Regions from separate parts of the Muntiacus reevesi genome. Here region 2 is linked to region 1. A link is a contact called in public Hi-C data. All regions are on one chromosome and are shown on one strand. Each heading gives the region's core, a stretch centred on a gene start, on an enhancer-like site or on the middle of the called end of the contact. The rest is flanking DNA. Distances are from core to core; before and after follow the strand shown. Region 1 holds the start of IGBP1 (immunoglobulin binding protein 1). Region 2 holds the start of ARR3 (arrestin 3).

Evidence for each region. Hi-C and Micro-C count contacts between places; a contact is called where the count stands out from the background.
Region 2: a Hi-C map of blood shows a contact between it and region 1, with 2.7 times the contacts expected there. The contact joins the promoter of ARR3 here to the promoter of IGBP1 in region 1. A contact is called at or near these places in 2 of 3 Hi-C or Micro-C datasets (blood and muscle).

The regions. Positions count from the first base shown.
Region 1 is chrX:60,989,356-60,992,405 of mMunRee1.1, reverse strand. IGBP1 (immunoglobulin binding protein 1) reads right to left here and starts at 1,287. Exons shown (of 6, transcript XM_065914782.1): 1 at 601-1,287; 2 at 1-215. The coding sequence starts at 791.
Region 2 is chrX:61,134,516-61,137,396 of mMunRee1.1, reverse strand. ARR3 (arrestin 3) reads right to left here and starts at 1,524. Exons shown (of 16, transcript XM_065915743.1): 1 at 1,508-1,524; 2 at 1,215-1,245; 3 at 990-1,050; 4 at 786-830. The coding sequence starts at 1,524. The region is part of intron 6 of PDZD11 (PDZ domain containing 11); the gene reads left to right.

The DNA.
Region 1 (3,050 bases), core at 38-2,537:
CAGCTGAGTTGGTCTTGGTTTTGGGCAGCTCAAACTCTGCCACATGATAGTGCTGGCACTGAATTAAGTAGTTTAAAAAGTGTTCTCGAGCCCACTGCAAATGATCTAGACGCTTGCTGGGATTGACTTGTTTCATGGCGAACGCTCCTTGAAATGCTGGCACCATCAGGTACTTCAGGTCGGTGGACGCGATCTCCTCCAAATCTTCATTTTGGCTGCAAAGAGCAGAGTAGGCTGTGAAGTCTGGCTAGTCATTCCAACTGCGGCCCTTGCTTCCTGGGGGAGGGGAGGGCTGGGATCGGGGTGGGACAAAGGGAGGCGGCACCTGGAACAGCTGCCGGCTTTCTTCAATGAAAGTGGCTGAGCACTCACATCCAATGCCTCTGCAAATAATCGAAACTAGGGAGGAGAGTCGTGGTTAATTAACTATCTTGGAAGAGAGGTAGAGAACGCAAACGATGTATACAGGATCGCAGGGGGAGGTAGGATAGAAAGGCTCCCAGTTTTAAAGGTCTCCTCCACCCAGGCTCAATGGCTCCACCCTTGGTGACCATCATTACCTACATCCTCTGCCGTTGGTTACTACCCTCTCGCCCATACCTGAACAAGTCGAGCTCCGACAACATTTCAGCAGCCTTCTTCAGGAGATCCAGTCCCTTGATCACCTTATCTTGGATTATTCGGGAGCCGGTGGGCTCAGTTGCGATTTCCAGTTCGTCCAAAAGCTGCTTGCTGGTTTCGAACAGCTCAGGGAGCCGCGGTAACAGTAACTCGTCTTCGGCTGCTGCCATCTTAGGGAGGGAGGAACCCGGAAAGCCTCACTTCCGGGGTCAAAGGCAACCCTGGGAAAGCTGAGCTAGGCGAGAGATGAAGAAACCGGAAGGGGCGCTGCATTGGTTCAGTAGCTCCATTGTTACCTAAGCGTCTGAAAACTTCCGTAGGCTGCTGTTAAGTCAGCCTAGCAACCGTTTCCATGGACTCGTTTTGTCCTGCTGCCTATTACTAGTAGACATCTGTGAATGATACACACACGCAAATAAAAAAGCAAACCCCAGGCGCTGCTTTTCGCCCATCTCCTCGTCCCGGACCCGGGCCCGGACTGTGCCATCGGCTCTGAGGAGCGGGTGTGACAAGGCTGAATTCGGAGCCAGGGCGGGCGCGAGAAGGCAGGAGCACTCCAGGAGCCGGCCAGGCGAGCGCCTTACCTCGTGAGGCGCTCCCTGGCCACAGGGGCCAGGGCGGCCAGGGGCTCCGAACTCCGCGCAGCTTGCCGGGTTCGCAGGTCTGCGCGCGTGAGAGCGAAGTGTAAGTAGCGCCCCCCTCCGGCTTCTGGCCACCCAGCAGCTCGAGCTTTGCCTACCGGCCAATCCTCGCCCTTCCTCTTCCCCGTGACGTCACCCCTCTTACACACACACACACACACACACACACACACACACACACACACACACACACACAGTTAAAAGTTACTGTCACCCCTTTACACACATACACAGTCAAAAGTCACCCCTCCTAAAAACACACACACGTTTTCAAAAGTCACTTCCTCTGAAAACTTCCTTGAGCCCCTTTCCCCTGCCAAATGAAAATTTTCGGTGCATCTCTATCAGAACACCTACCACATTATATTACAGCTAGTGATTTACAAATCTATCTCCCTTACCAGTATAAGTCTGATTAATTTTTGCGCTCCTCTGGCTAGCCCAGTGCCTGGTACTTATTACGTGCCCAATGTCATCATATGAATAGAAAAATAAGTGTTCGGTTTGGAAAGCAGCTCTGTTAAGCAGAACAGCGTTGTTCAATGCGGTAGCCACTTGCCACATGGGGCTATTGAGTACTTGAATGTGGCTATTTGGAATTGAGATGTGCTGTAGTGTAAAATATACACCGGATTTTGAAAAAAATATAAAAAAATGATACAAAATATCTCAATCATTTTTACACTGACTACATGTTGAAATGCTAATATTTTGTGTATATCTTGGGTTAAATATATTATTAAAATTAATTTCACTTGTCTTCCCTTTTTAAATATGCCTACTAGAAAACTTAGAATTTCATATCAAGTTCACTTTTGTGGCTCACATTATATTTCTTTGTTATTTTAAAATTTATTTATTTTTAATTTAAGGATAATTGCTTCACAATATTGTGTTGATTTCTGCCATACATCAACATGAATCAGCCATAGGTATACATATGTCCCTTCCCTCTTGAACCTCCCTCCCACCTCCCACTCCTTCCCATTCTACTGCATTGGTGTAAAAATATAATTCCAGGACTTTGAAAGAAGGGATCTCATTGCTTTGAACATATCAATATAAATATATTCTGATTACCTTAGGATTTCCTTGGAAGAATCTGCCTGCAATGCAGGAGACCCTGGTTCGATTCCTGGGTTAGGAAGATCTGCTGGAGAAGGGAAAGGCTACCAACTCCAGTTTTCTTGGGCTTCCCTCGTGGCTCAGCTGGTAAAGAATCTGCCTGCAATGAGGGAGACCTGGGTTGGGAAGATCCCCTGGAGAAGGGAACAGCTACCCACTCCAGTATTCTGGCCTGGAGAATTTCATGGACTGTATAGTGCATGGGGTCACAAAGAGTCGGACATGACTGGAGACTTTCACTTCACTTCATTTCACCTTAGGACACACCCTGAGTTGTCCTAGGAGATTTAAGTTAAGTAAAATGCATATTGCCTGCCATGGAAAATAAGATTTTTAACTAAATACAGTTTAAACTGTCATTGAGAAGAAAAAAGTTTTCATGTGAAAACAACTAGAGGGCAATATAGGACAGTATATAACTAGGGGATATGTTGTATTGCCCAGATTGTTGGAAACCCAAGAAATGACAAGTCATTCTGTGCTAGGAGTAGTCTGAAAGCTTCTTTGACCTGACATGCAGTCATAGAATTTCAAAGTTGGAAGGGGATCTCAAAAATTAGAGGAAAAAAAAACTTGAGATCAAATAAGTGACGTGACTTGCCCAACCAGCTGTGTCAAAGCCAATGTATTCTCAGTTCAGGTGTTTTTACTCCATCTACCTTA
Region 2 (2,881 bases), core at 275-2,774, 140 kb before region 1:
TGCTGTTACTTGCTGTAATTATTGTTTTGTTTATTTCTTTGTTTGGGATTTTTTTTTAATGGAAAAAATGGGTTTCCCTAAACAAAGGAGATACGGAAAGACATATGCAAATAAAGGGGAAAAGAAATGCAAAGTGGCAGCCTGAAAGTCACATTCAGCCCTTGGAAAAATGAAGTTTTTTGATTTATCCAGGGCTTTAAAAAAAACCTCTTAATTAGCTGCCAACATTTGAAAATCAGGACATTTGCTTAATGCAAATTTTAATAATTTAATCCATATTTTAGTAATATGGATTTCTGGTGTACTGGATCTTTCAGTAGGCAGTCTAAGTGTGTGTTCAGGTTAGCAGTGAAGCAAAGGCCCCACCAACAATAAGGGAGAAAATTAGAGATTTTAGAAAAAAGCATTAAATTTCAGCACACATGTAAATTTTGTGTGATCTTGGAAAAGAAAATGTAATTAATGCTTTAGAAATATATCTATTTTAAATATTATTTGGAAGAGGCACTAGAATCTTTTCAGACTTTGAGCCTCTCAAAGTCTTATTCTGACCTTTATTTCCAGTTCCTCTTTAACAATCAGAAAATTTGGCCACACAGGGCTGAAATTCCCAGTTGTTAGCTTCTGTCAGATAAGACATTCACAGTTCCCACCACTTTTTAATTTTATTATAACCCTCTGGTCCACTTGTCCAGCCCACTCATTCAGATTACTTGTCTGGTGTATGTGATCTTTTAGGTTGGGATCCCTGGCATATACACAGACCAATAAGGATTTTTACTTACTCTTTCGGCCTTTTAAGTAATCAGGGTCAACCAGGACTACACCATCTATGGAGAGGGGAAGAGACGGCATTCTGGTCAGGAAAAGTCCTCAGACTATGAAACAGAAGTTCTTCTTCTGCATGGTCCTTTCTTGGCTTTCTTTCACTCCCTTGCTCCCACTCCCCTCCTTCTCCCTAGGCTCTTTCTCTTTTCGGACTCACTGACCGATGGGTTCCACCATGTCCACATGGTCCACGAAGTCCCGTTTCCCCAGGTACATGGATAGCTGTTGTGGAACAACCTCCCATGTTACTCTCATAATCTTCTTTTAATGGATTCCCCTGAAGGCCCCAACCCAAGGCCCCATCCCAAACCCCTGAGACCTTGAAGGATGTACACACCTATCCCTTTTTCCCCTTTCATTTGCCCTGCTGGGTCAGGTTCTCTCACCTTGCCATTGGAGCAGGTCTTCTTAAACACCCTAAGAGGAGAAAATCAGAGGATATGGAAAGGGATTGGAAGAGAAGGGAGGGGGAGAAGAAGGGAAAGGAAAGAAAGGGAATTGGGGAGAAAAGGAACTATTTCTAGGATTAGAGGAAGAGACCCAAGAAGAATGAAGTGACACTCAGGTGGAGGCAACACAAGTAGAAGAGAGGTTGCAAACTCCTCCACCCCAAAGGCAGGTCGTTGGGTTTGGGTAAGCCACAAGTCCCAGAAGCAGAGAATTAGCAGTTCTTACTTACCTAGACATGTTGGCCATGGTGTGGATGTTGAGCCTTTTCTGGCAAGAGGGGAAGGAGGGAGGCTCAATCATTTGATCCCATTCTCCTTACCTGGCTTTGATATACCATCTGGACACACCTGGTGTGACATAACCTTTTCTTCTTAGGTAGACACCTCACCACGGTCTATGCTTCCTATTCTCCCTCCTACCAGGGTTACTTATTCAGGCATACTCTCACCCATCCAGGACACAGGAAAAAAACTCCCCTAGTTTTTACAAATTATTGACTAATCATACTGTTTGTTCTCCAGAAAGGATGAGGCTTTTTTAAATAGCTGGGGCCCTCTCCTCTCTAGTGTTTTGGGAGAAGGAATTTGTTTGGAGAAAGACCTTCATCCAGGAAAGTATGAAGAAAATTGTACTGAATGAGGTTGAGCATCACCTAGCACAGGGTAGATGCCAAGACGTGTTTGTTAGATACATGAGTGAATGAATGAACAAAACCCAGACTCTGGTTTCTGCCTGGATTCTGAGCCTGAGTTCACCTCACGGTGGCCTTAACACAACTAAGGAAGGAGAAAGGTGCAGGAGAGTAAAGGTGCCCTCATGCTCTTGGTTGTTGATGGCAGAAGCCTCTATGGAAGTTGAAAGCCTTCCTTGACACTATTCATTGTTCTCATCATCCTCCCCAGATTTGCCCACTCTTACCCCCATCAATGTATCCAGGTGCTAAGCCTTGATCCTTAGAGAAAGATATCTCTCTAATGCTTTTCTTTGATGTGTATTAGATCTGGCCTGAGAGGAACTTAGGGGAGTTTCAGAGGTCTCTCCCAGGGTATCTCGGCCTGAGTGCCTGTCAGCTCTGTTGGGAAAGGTGCCCCTCAAATGCTTCTTGATATATAGAGGAAGGTGCTAAGGGCAGGGGATATGGGACCTAGTATGGGCTGGAAATAAGAGGACTTTGGACTATACCTGGGGAGGAAGGTGAAGCTCACATCCGTCTCCAGCTCTGGTCGCTATGCTCGCCTCTCCAACCTCTTATACCCAAGGTCCTGTGAATTTTCAGATTGGTGGGGGTCAAGGGAGAAGAATAGGGTCCGGGGGCGGGGTCTAAAATACTGCTTTATAAATAGCTCAGGTGCCAAGAGTTTGGAAAGCAGATTAGTGGACAAAAGATTAGTTGCTAAAAGATTAGCTGCTTGTTGCTGAGACAGGGCCAAGGTCAGGGGTTGAATCTGATGGTGTTAAAGTCAGGGGAGCTTGAGAAAAGGAACTACAGGGTTTTGGCCTCATGAGGCCTTGAACCTGAGGACTGGGATCAAAGGGGAGTTGGGGACATTAAAAGAAATGCAAGGTGAGAGATAGAAATAGGAAGGCTCAAAGTATAAGCCTT